2 separate regions of the Drosophila melanogaster genome follow, and region 2 is linked to region 1. Evidence: chromatin contacts called from public Hi-C data. All regions are on one chromosome and are shown on one strand. The core of a region is the stretch at or near the end of the contact, and the rest is flanking DNA. Distances in the headings are between cores, read along the strand shown.

What was found. Hi-C and Micro-C count contacts between places; a contact is called where the count stands out from the background.
Region 2: a Hi-C map of the Kc167 cell line shows a contact between it and region 1, with 5 times the contacts expected there. A contact is called at or near these places in 27 of 107 Hi-C or Micro-C datasets (the Clone 8 cell line, the D17-c3 cell line, the Kc167 cell line and 11 more) and 2 of 7 datasets of targeted methods (both in the Kc167 cell line).

The regions. Positions count from the first base shown.
Region 1 is chr3L:1,795,584-1,800,876 of dm6, forward strand. Patj (patj,) reads left to right here and starts at 3,220. Exons shown (of 3, transcript NM_167917.4): 1 at 3,220-3,340; 2 at 3,427-5,116; 3 at 5,177-5,293. The coding sequence starts at 3,566. CG12020 reads left to right here and starts at 1,722. Exons shown (of 2, transcript NM_139405.1): 1 at 1,722-2,766; 2 at 2,831-3,027. The coding sequence starts at 1,782. The coding sequence ends at 2,946. It overlaps Cdc37 (Cell division cycle 37), which reads left to right. Exons shown (of 4, transcript NM_057658.5): 1 at 1-149; 2 at 210-413; 3 at 595-1,254; 4 at 1,319-1,724. The coding sequence starts at 117. The coding sequence ends at 1,591. It also overlaps asRNA:CR45818.
Region 2 is chr3L:1,854,435-1,859,727 of dm6, forward strand. CG12024 reads left to right here and starts at 2,731. Exons shown (of 2, transcript NM_167921.3): 1 at 2,731-2,969; 2 at 3,079-4,613. The coding sequence starts at 2,811. The coding sequence ends at 3,750. CNMa (CNMamide) reads right to left here and starts at 1,157. Exons shown (of 5, transcript NM_001202092.1): 1 at 279-1,157. It overlaps Rap1 (Rap1 GTPase), which reads right to left. Exons shown (of 2, transcript NM_057509.5): 2 at 4,681-5,293.

The DNA.
Region 1 (5,293 bases), core at 1,970-4,469:
TAGCCCTGCGGTCACACTAATTTCCAGAGCAATCCAAAAAAAGGAAGCAGCCGAAAAAGAACAAAAACCTGCAGCATTTACATTCAAATATAAATCCGAAGCAAAGAAACAGCAAAATGGTGGACTACAGCAAGTGGAAGAACATCGAGGTGAGCCCACTGCTGGGTGCCAACCCAAAAAGTCCTCCTAATCGGCACACTACCTTTTAGATTTCGGATGATGAGGACGACACTCACCCAAACATAGACACGCCTTCTCTGTTCCGCTGGCGGCACCAGGCGCGCGTGGAGCGCATGGCGGAGATGGACCACGAGAAGGACGAGCTTAAGAAAAAGCGCCAGAGCTACCAGGCGCGCCTCATGGACGTCAAGGAGCGGATCTCAAAGAAGGATGGCGACGAGGAGGCCCTGAAGGTGGGTCATTGCACCGAATGCACTGCGCACTTGTTGCTTAGGCTAATGCCTGGTCTGGGAGTTCCCTATGTTCTCAATCCATCTAATTTATTCTTATTGTCAAGCTTATGATTGACTATCATCCTAAGTGGCCATCCATCTTTCATCGCAATGCTTAATCCCTAATTTGTATCGCCTACAGAAAGAGCTCGAAAAGATCGAGGCCGAGGGCAAAGAGCTGGACCGCATCGAGAGCGAGATGATTAAGAAGGAAAAGAAAACACCCTGGAACGTGGACACCATCAGCAAGCCCGGCTTTGAGAAGACCGTAATCAACAAGAAGGCCGGCCGCAAGCCGGATGAGAATCTGTCCGAGGAAGAGCGAGAGCAGCGCATGAAGCAATTCGTCAAGGAGAACGAGAAGCTCTGCCAGCAGTATGGCATGCTGCGCAAGTACGACGATTCGAAGCGGTTTCTGCAGGAGCATCTTCACTTGGTGGGCGAGGAGACGGCCAACTACCTAGTCATTTGGTCCATCAACCTGGAAATGGAGGAGAAGCACGAGCTGATGGCCCACGTGGCGCATCAGTGCATTTGCATGCAGTACATTCTAGAGTTGGCCAAACAGCTGGACGTGGATCCTCGCGCCTGTGTCAGCTCCTTCTTCTCAAAGATCCAGCACTGTCATCCCGAGTACCGCGCGCAGTTCGACAGCGAGATCGAAGGTTTCAAAGGACGTATCCAGAAGCGTGCGCAGGAGAAGATCCAGGAGGCGATAGCCCAGGCCGAAGAGGAGGAGCGCAAGGAGCGCCTCGGACCTGGTGGTCTGGACCCAGCCGATGTCTTTGAATCCCTGCCCGATGTACGTTCTAGTGATTCACTGTATGGGAATTACTTGACTAACTTTTCATGTATTTGCTCCGCAGGAACTAAAGGCCTGTTTCGAGTCCCGCGACGTAGAGCTGCTGCAGAAGACCATTGCGGCCATGCCCGTGGACGTCGCCAAGCTGCACATGAAGCGTTGTGTGGACTCTGGTCTCTGGGTGCCCAATGCCGCTGACTTGGAGGGTGACAAGAAGGAGGAAGATGACTCGGATGACGTCGCCGGTGGCGAGGAGAAGACCGACGATGCCAAATCAGAGAGTGCAGCCAAGGAGGAGCCCATCTACACTGGCGTCAGCACCGAGGACGTTGACTGATCGCCGCCACGTTTCCATCTACACCATAGCTCTAATCTTAATGTATTTGTCCACAAGCATATTTCATCCATAGCCAGATCCTGCGTCAGTTGAGTTATTGTATATAATTTGAATAAATTCTCAGTCACACGTCAAACATTCTGTGAACACTTCTGCCAGTTGTTATACGCTTCGACTCCGAATAGAAACAATGAACCGGCCGGAGCTGGACTACTACGCGGTGCTGGATCAGCCCAGAGGCGCCACCAAGGAGCAGATTACTCTGGCCTACCGCCGCCTGGCCATTCGGCTTTGCCCACATCGCGACAAGAAGGACGAGCAGGACTTTGTGCCGCTGGCCCAGGAGGGTCGTCTCACGCACCTCTCACCCATGGGCGAGCCCAGGCAGTGGGCCTACGTCAACATGGCCTTCGATGTGCTGGGCAACGATCTGTACCGGGCCATATACGATCGCTTTGGCGAGGCGGGTTTGTTCGAGGGCGTCATGCTGCCGAACGGATACTTTCCGCCCTATCAGTACGACGGCGACCACATGAAGGTCTACGAGCGGGTCTTCGGTAGCTACTCGCCGTATGCCAACGTGATCGATGCGATCTCCAATCCACCGAGCTTGTACGCTACGCGCCAGCATGGCATTGGCGTGCGTTCCAAGGACGCCAGTACGGAGAGGATCATCGAGCTGTCGCTGGAGGAAGTACGCACTGGCTGCGTCAAGCTGATGAACGTGTGGCGCCAGGAGATCGTGGACGCCAAGGAGTCGCGGCTGGAGAAGCGCAAGCACACCTTAAAGCTGAACATTGCCCCGGGAACTACGGCCGGAACTCGCTTCTGCTTCAAGGAGGAGGGCGATCGCTATCCGGCCACCATTCCGGGTGATATTATTTTCATTGCCGCCGACAAGCCGCATCCGGACTTTGAGAGGAGAAACCAACACGACCTGGTCTACAGGCAGTCTATTGGCCTGTGCCAGGCCTTCACCGGCTTCACGTTCTTCATTTGCACGCTGGACCGGCGCCAGTTGAAGGTGGTCATTACGGACGTAGTGCAGCCGGGATACACCAAAGTGGTTCCCCTCGAGGGACTCCCCAAGTGCCGCAATTTGGATGCAGTTACGGCCATCAAGGAGGCCAACAAGAAGGTGGAGCAGTTCGGGGATCTCATTATAGAATTTGATTGTGGGTTTTCCTTTTCTGTTGGAGGTTTCAATAGTTTCTGATAGTTTCTCTGTTTCTTCTGCAGATATCTTTCCCAAGTACTTGACTCCACATATGAAGCATATCACTCGCGAATTCTTCCGCGAATTCCGCAAGCTCGAAATAGAATTGGAGGAGGAGGAGGAACGTAACATGGTTTGATGGCAGACACCTTATTGTTTTTCCGTATTTGGAACACAGATATTTGTGCGTACAGAGAAATTAAATTCAAAATTTGCGTTTAAAAGGATAGATGTTGTTGGGTTATTTCGTATAGCCATATTACATACGAGCACATGCAGACTATATTCAAAAATCTTAGATTTAATTAAATTAGCAGATGTAACGGTCGAATTTGAATTGATTTTGAAAAGGTGGCAACTGTTCCGATTATGTCGATTGCTTATCGATGCACAACGCAGCCGCTCGGCAACCCTGTCCATCAGCTGTTTGTGAAAAGAAAATGCATTTGGCATTCCATTTCAGAGATAATTAAAAATCAATTACAGCAGCAGCAGCAGAGCAAGTGGCCACCGAAAAGAGTGCATAGGAGAGGGTAAACAACTCGCTGCATCCAAACGGCACAGTAACTGATCCGAAGCTGTCCCACTTAGAGCCCAAATCGAATTACCCGTTTTGCAGTTTAGGACAAAGTGTGCCAACGCCACAACGCCCCCACCCAGAAGTCCATAGAAACGCCAGCGGAAGTGGGATAGAGACGGGGACCACGCTCCACTGACCGCACCGCGCACCGCTCGCTGACCACGCCCACTGACGCAAGATGCACCTCAGCGCGGATATTTCCAGCGCCCTTCAGCAGATCGAGGCAGTGAAGAAGGGCATCGATGAGTCCGACGACCCCAAGCTGCAAATGCAGACGGCCGAGAGCCTTAGCACCATTCTGGGCATTCTGCAGGATCCCGTTTTCCGCACCATCGTCCACGTGCAGGACTCGTTGTCCGAGCTGAACGCCCAGCTGGCTCAGCATCCGTCCATGTTGCCCAACGACTTCGACATCGATGTGGCCGGCAACCTTGTACTCAGTCTGAATGGTGGCGAGGTGATGTACGACTTTGACGAACAGCGCTCTTCCTCGCACTCCCATTCGGCTCCGGGCAGTCCAGATAAGTCCGGAGGCGTCGGCGAGGAGCCGCGCCCGCAGAGCCAGAACTCCAAAGGAGCCGGAGTGGCGGATCTCTACGCCACGGACTACGCTCAGATCCAGGCCATAGAGCTGGTCAACGACGGCACGGGTCTCGGATTCGGTATTATTGGAGCTCGCAACTCGGGAGTGATTGTAAAAACCATCCTGCCGGGTGGCGTGGCCGATAAGGACGGACGCTTGCGCTCGGGCGACCACATCCTCCAGATTGGAGACGTCAACCTGCACGAAATGGTATCCGAACAGGTGGCTGCCGTGCTGAGACAGTCTGGAACCCACGTCCGCCTAGTGGTTGCCCGTCCCGTTGAGCAGAGCGTGCCTACGCCCCAGTACGCCCTGGAACCGGGCACTGCTGTGGTGCCCACGCGCGTCCTCGTCGATCCTGCCGAGCTGGAGCGGTACCTCATATCTACCGGCTATCCGGAAATCTTTGGCGAGAGCTCCACGGCCTCCACTCCGCAGACCACCACGGAAGACGATCGTTTCGTTTATCGCGGCGAGACATCAATGCTTATTGATCCAAACATCGACCTAGAGGAATTGCTTGCCCTTCCTGAAACGGAGAAGCTTCAGGTGGAGCTGAAGAAGGATGCCAACGGCCTGGGCATCACAATTGCCGGCTATGTGTGTGAGAAAGAAGAGCTGTCTGGCATTTTCGTAAAGAGCGTGTCGCCCGGTTCAGCAGCGGACCTGAGTGGTCGCATCCGGGTCAACGATCGCATCATTGAAGTTGACGGCCAGTCGCTACAAGGCTACTCCAACCACCAGGCCGTAGAGCTGCTTAAGAAGTCTGGTCAGGTGGTGAACCTGCGCTTGGAACGCTACCTGAGGGGCCCCAAATTCGAGCAGCTGCAGCAGGCTATCGCTGCGAATGACAAGCTTCCATCCAGTGCACCTGGAACGCCTTCAAGGGCTCCCATGCCCACGCCCGTGGCCACAACGTCCTCCGCCACAACTACACCATCACGCAGCATCACTCGCGAGTTGGAAGAGGAAGCCTTACCAGCGCCAGAAGCATTCATGACCACTCCGCCGTCGGTCACCACAATGACCACCACCACATTAAGCTCCTTTGGAGCGGGTAAGCAACTAGTAGCAGTAAGGGACTCCCTAGACGGCTCCACGAAGATCATACCCACGGAAGTTGTACCCTTGGCGGATAAAACGGAGGTGAGTATTAGCTAACGGGTAACACAGCAGCAAAACGTATAGCGCATTAACATGTTTTAGGCCAAGAACAGCGGGGTGATCACCCGTCACAAGTACTACACCGATCCGGAACTGTCCGACGACGCCGAAACCGAAATTATTCGCAAATGGCAGAAGATTGTGGGCTCCGATGTGGAG
Region 2 (5,293 bases), core at 1,481-3,980, 58 kb after region 1:
ATTAAAATCGAAAATCCCGCAGTGACAGTTCTGAAAACCTCTGCTGATAATGTATAAATAACTCAATTTATATATAAAGCTTCATTATCAATGAGTCGACGTAAATTTGGGCGCTAAAATGGGCGCCATTCAGCTGAAACTCAATGATTACATTTAAATGTACAAATATTTAGAGTATAGGAAAATCCAAGGATAATCTGTGCCACAAGATAATTATAACTTTGAGTAAGTTTTTTACAGTTCTAGTTTCGATTTAATAGTTAGTAATACAAACTCACCTTTGTCCAAATTCACAGGAAACAATTGAAAACTTTGACAGATATGTCTAGTTCTTGACACTTGATCCCGAATTCTGTCAGTTCCGGTTAACACTTTTCACTGTAACTGTACTTTTTACTGTAGCTGTACTTTTTTACTGAGTTGTTCCAAAAATAAATGTCAAATTAGAGCTTCAGCCAGCTAATGAACGCCACTAAATAGATTGCTGATTTGGCTTTAAATTATTTTTTTGTATTTTATTCTCCGCTGGCGAATCTCAACCGTTAGGTGTGACAATGCAGAATAAACGCAGGTCCGTTGGGAGCATTTGTTTATATAGGCGCTCGAAGACCGACGCCGCAAAAAGGGTAAATCAACAGGTGAAAATCAACAACCGACGACTTTTCCACTTCGGAGGTGACAGAAGTCAAATGCTCGTGTGGGCGGCTCGGATGGACTGGATTTTCGCCCACCAATGGGTGGGGTATTGAGTGTTTGTGGGGTTTGGGTCTCTGGTTGCACGAGTACTTGAAAAGTTTTTGTAATTTTATTTCTGCGCTTCTAATTTTGGGCACAATCTCGGATTTAGGCACTCGGATTCCTACTAAACGCGTTCTGCTCTGGCGGCGAACTAACTCATCGAATCCCACCAGCACCGACTCAAGTCGGTTGGAGCCTTCGGCCGCGATCTTCGTGCGCTTGTCGTGCCACGCTTTTGACAAATCGACCGATAAAGCCAAGATTTATGATCGGTGGGCCATATAGTTGGCGCTGCTGACTGCGCTACAGCACTGGGGATGGGTCATTTGGGTGCGCTGTGTCAGCAAATTAAGTCACTTGAATTATGTACCACTTCGATCTCTGAACCGTAAGTATTTTACTATCATCTAGGGCGTACTCCCTCGCCCGGTTCGTTAACTCAGGGCTTTGGGACTTCAAGGTGATTTGAGCAAGGTTTTTATAGTCTGTGCACTGGGATGATAGTGCCAGGGTGAGATTCGGAAAATGTTCCCACATGAACCAGTACTTCAACTGTAGGTCATTAAACTCGTCATGACTTAGCTGGAATATTTTAAATGTTAATTGGGTCAATGTCGACTTGCAGTTTTTCAACAGCGGAAGCTGAGATCGCAAAAGGCATTTCCAAACTCATGGAATTCAAATGAAATCATCACATGATTTGAGTTCCTTACACATTTTGGGTACATGTAAATATGACCCATTGTGCAGGGTGAACCTGTCACAAATGTAAATAAAATATTTTTAATGAGACATTAAGATTAATTGGGCACTTGTAAATAGAACCAACCCATTGTGGGATGTGCCTTTCACAAATCTAAATAAAAATGTTTAATCTATCATACAAGGGGGTTAAAAATAAAGTTTATACGAAAATAGCATGGAAATTTACACATGTCCATCGCATAGATAACTACACCGATCTCTTATCTCTTATGCGTACCTAATCATTCGCGTATCTCGGCAAATCTTCATTATAAAAATCCAAAAAAATATGACGCAACACCTTGCCCGGATTAAGTCACACAGAAACCCAAATTAATTGGGGGTGCCGTCGCATAAAAATCTTTAATTAAAATTTTCGACGTATTTTAAAGATTGTGTTTTGCTTATATAGAATCTCCCCCGAGTCATTTCCCAAATATAATGCGTCTTAAAAGCAAAGTCCCAGTAGACAGCAATTAATTCCGTCTAGTCTATAATTGGATGATCCGAACTCTCGAAACCTCTTGTCTGATCCGAAAATATCGGAAGGTAGCCCACGCTTCTTCCGCAGACTTTGTGATTAAATTGAAATTTATGGTTTCATCACCTCTATTCCGAACCCAAATCCGGCGGGGGTGTCTCGCTCATCACTTGTCCGACTGATTCTGATAAGCGGGCTCTTTGGACACCGCCCAGAGCTGATAGCAAATTAAGTGGCAGCCATATCAGTGCTAATTGACACTTATTAAAACGCGACCGACTGAACCGACACTGCTTGCCGGAACAAAGGCACCAGCACGTGCCGCCAATTATCAGCCACTCGAGTTGAGGATATCACGTGACAGCCGATGTGGCTGCTTCACTGAGTCATCTGTCGGATAACTTTCTCAAACTTCCATAAACAATGCACTAAATTGAACTTTATTGATACGGTCGCATAAAACCAGTTTGAATTGCCGCCAAAGCCGGACTTAACCGCTTTGCAACACTGCCAGTGTTAGATGTTGTGGTTGTAGAGTACCTCAGAAATAAGCTTTCCTCACTTCTTTGAACATGTGTAATCGCTGAATTGTAATATCCTCGCATGTATCCAAATTCATGATAGAGTATTGCTTGATGTTGCTAAAACACTTCAATATTTAAGTTATTTGTTAGTAATAATATTCTTGTTCAGCAATCTGGATTATTGTAAGGGCCAAGTAATTCTTATCAACTTATCTGTCACCAGTAGGAACCCCCTGTTTGTTGGCAGAATTAAAGAACATTCGCTCTGGTCACACTGCTCCGTCAATTGGACTGTGGGGGCGAAAATAAAAATAAGAATAATCATGTCAACGCTGCAGCTGGAATTTTCGCAGGCAATGACCGACTTTAAGAAGATGTTCCCGGACATCGACCGCGAGGTGATCGAGGCCATCCTGCGGGCGAACCTGGGGGCCGTGGACCAGACCATCGACGCCCTGCTGGCCATGTCGATTGACAACCAGGTGAGTGGAGGCGCCTGTGTATACTAACGTCTATGCTGTACTAACCCACTAACGAACGCAGAACGAGAAACTGCGCAATGAACTGGATGCTAATGTCTCGCCCCAGCAGAGCCTCATCAACCTGAACGACTCGGACAGGGACCTGCAGCTGGTGGACACCACGGACGGCGGAGGAGCGGGTGCAGTCGGTGCACCTGGAGCACCCAGTGCGCTGTTACCGACGGCCGGTGCATCGCCGAACCATCAGAACACGGGCGCTTCGCCCAAGCAGCGCCCGCTGGGAGCGGCCAACAGCAAGGGAAGCAGCCAGAACAACACGCCCACCAAACGCAGCAGGCGTTGGAATCCGCCCATCCTGGGTCCACTGCCTGCGGGCTTTCTGCGCATAACGCCCGCTCCCGGGCAGCAGGACTTCGAACTGCCGGACGAACAGTTCGCCCTGATGCTGCAGAACGAGGAGTTCATGAATCAGCTGCGCTGGAATCAGGACTTCATGAACGCCCTCGAGAAGGAGCAGAGCGGCAAGGCTAAGGGCGAGGACGACGCACCCTTCCAGGAGCGGCTCAAGAACATGGGCAAGATGTCGCGCAAGAAGTTCCTGCAGATGGCCCGAGTCTTCACCTGGCAGCGCAACAAGAAGGTGACCACGGCCAAGCAGATAGACTCCTTGCCGCTGCGCGAAGAGCCCAGCGACGACGAGGATCACCACCACCAGCAGCGTGATCAGCAGCAAGCGAGCCAGTCCAGCCAGCAGCAGGGTCAACTGCAGCTGCGCAAGTGAAGCGGATCGTTTTGTTATCTAATCTCAACGGCCATAACGTGACGATCACGTGCGCTAGTAATCTCCCCAGTTCCCCAGTCCAAAGTAATCTCCGGGCAAGAACGAAATCTGAAATCTCCTATCCCAATCTCGACACAAAGATGCGATGGTATTACCCTAGTTTTAACCTTAAGTGCAATTTTTACCCTACCGTGCAATACCCCCATATACCCATACATATATTCCTTGTTTGTATACGTTTTGTTTACCCTTTCGTTGTTGCCAAATTAGCGTAGTTAAGTTTTATGCATAATTTGTAATCGATACTAAGGCGGCCTCTTTTAAGCCGCGATTGCTAGAGATTGCTAGAAAGCCACACTCACTCACACGTTCGACTGATTATAAAAAGCGTTAATTAACAAGCATCACACCAGGAATCGGAGGCGAGTCCCCCAGTATAGCACTTTGCTTAGCCCAAAACCTAGTCATGAAGCGGAACTCGAGCCACTTATTGTACAGTAATAGAAACTACCACGTAACTCTGTCTTAAAATTCACTTTCTACATTTTAACTGCTGGCGAGCGATTCGCCGGCTTCTACGAAAAGCATGCATTATGATTGTATATCTCAACCCGCGAATCTCTCGGAACTTGCATACCATATCAGCTGTGGATACAATGCGGTTTTACTACTCCTACGCCCCAACTTAACTCCGAATCGATCCTATCGCAGATCTTACGCTGGATTAACATGCGTGCTATAAACTAGCAGAATATTATAATTATAAAGACGAGCTATTTGATTGTAATTGTATATGTATAAATATTTGAATAACAACCTTATATAACTATTCCAAGTATCAAATACAGATATTTCAAAACTTCAATGCAATCGTCTTGTCTTTAACTTCTGAATGAACTATGCTAAGAATAAGGCATACGCTCCACAAATGAATTTATTTAATTTTTATTTTGTTTTTGCATTTCCTTTTTAATTTTTTATAAACATAATACATTTATTAATAATTAAAAGATGCTCGATCATGTCGACCTACTGCGTCGCGAATTCGGGACTGCCAGGATTCTGAGATCAGAGGCTCTGTGTGGGGTCCCAAAAACGCGACCAGTAGGGAAACAAGTTCGAAAAAATGGTTTTTCAATTACATTTTTCACACGCTCATTATTACATTATGTTATTGTAACGGTTGGTTTGTTTGTTGTTTATTATGTTCAAAAATGATTTGTATCTTTATCATATATTTAATATATACGCTTGGGCTTAGGTTTTATTTAGTTTACTTTTAATGTTGGTTGTTGGCTGTGTTTAGACTTTGATTTAAGGGCATATTGGTTACTACTCGTACGCGAAGTTTATGCAATGTTTATTATGAAATATTTGTAAATTACTTCGTTTTTAGGTTTCTTTTCATTTTGGGATTGACACGACAGTTTAGTTTGTGTTAAACCATTTCTTATGTATTAAATATTCTAGAATTTGTGGCTCTCTCTGCACTTCCTGCTCCTCTTCTTTTTACCAGGAAGCGGAAATGAGCCTTGGCCGCAGG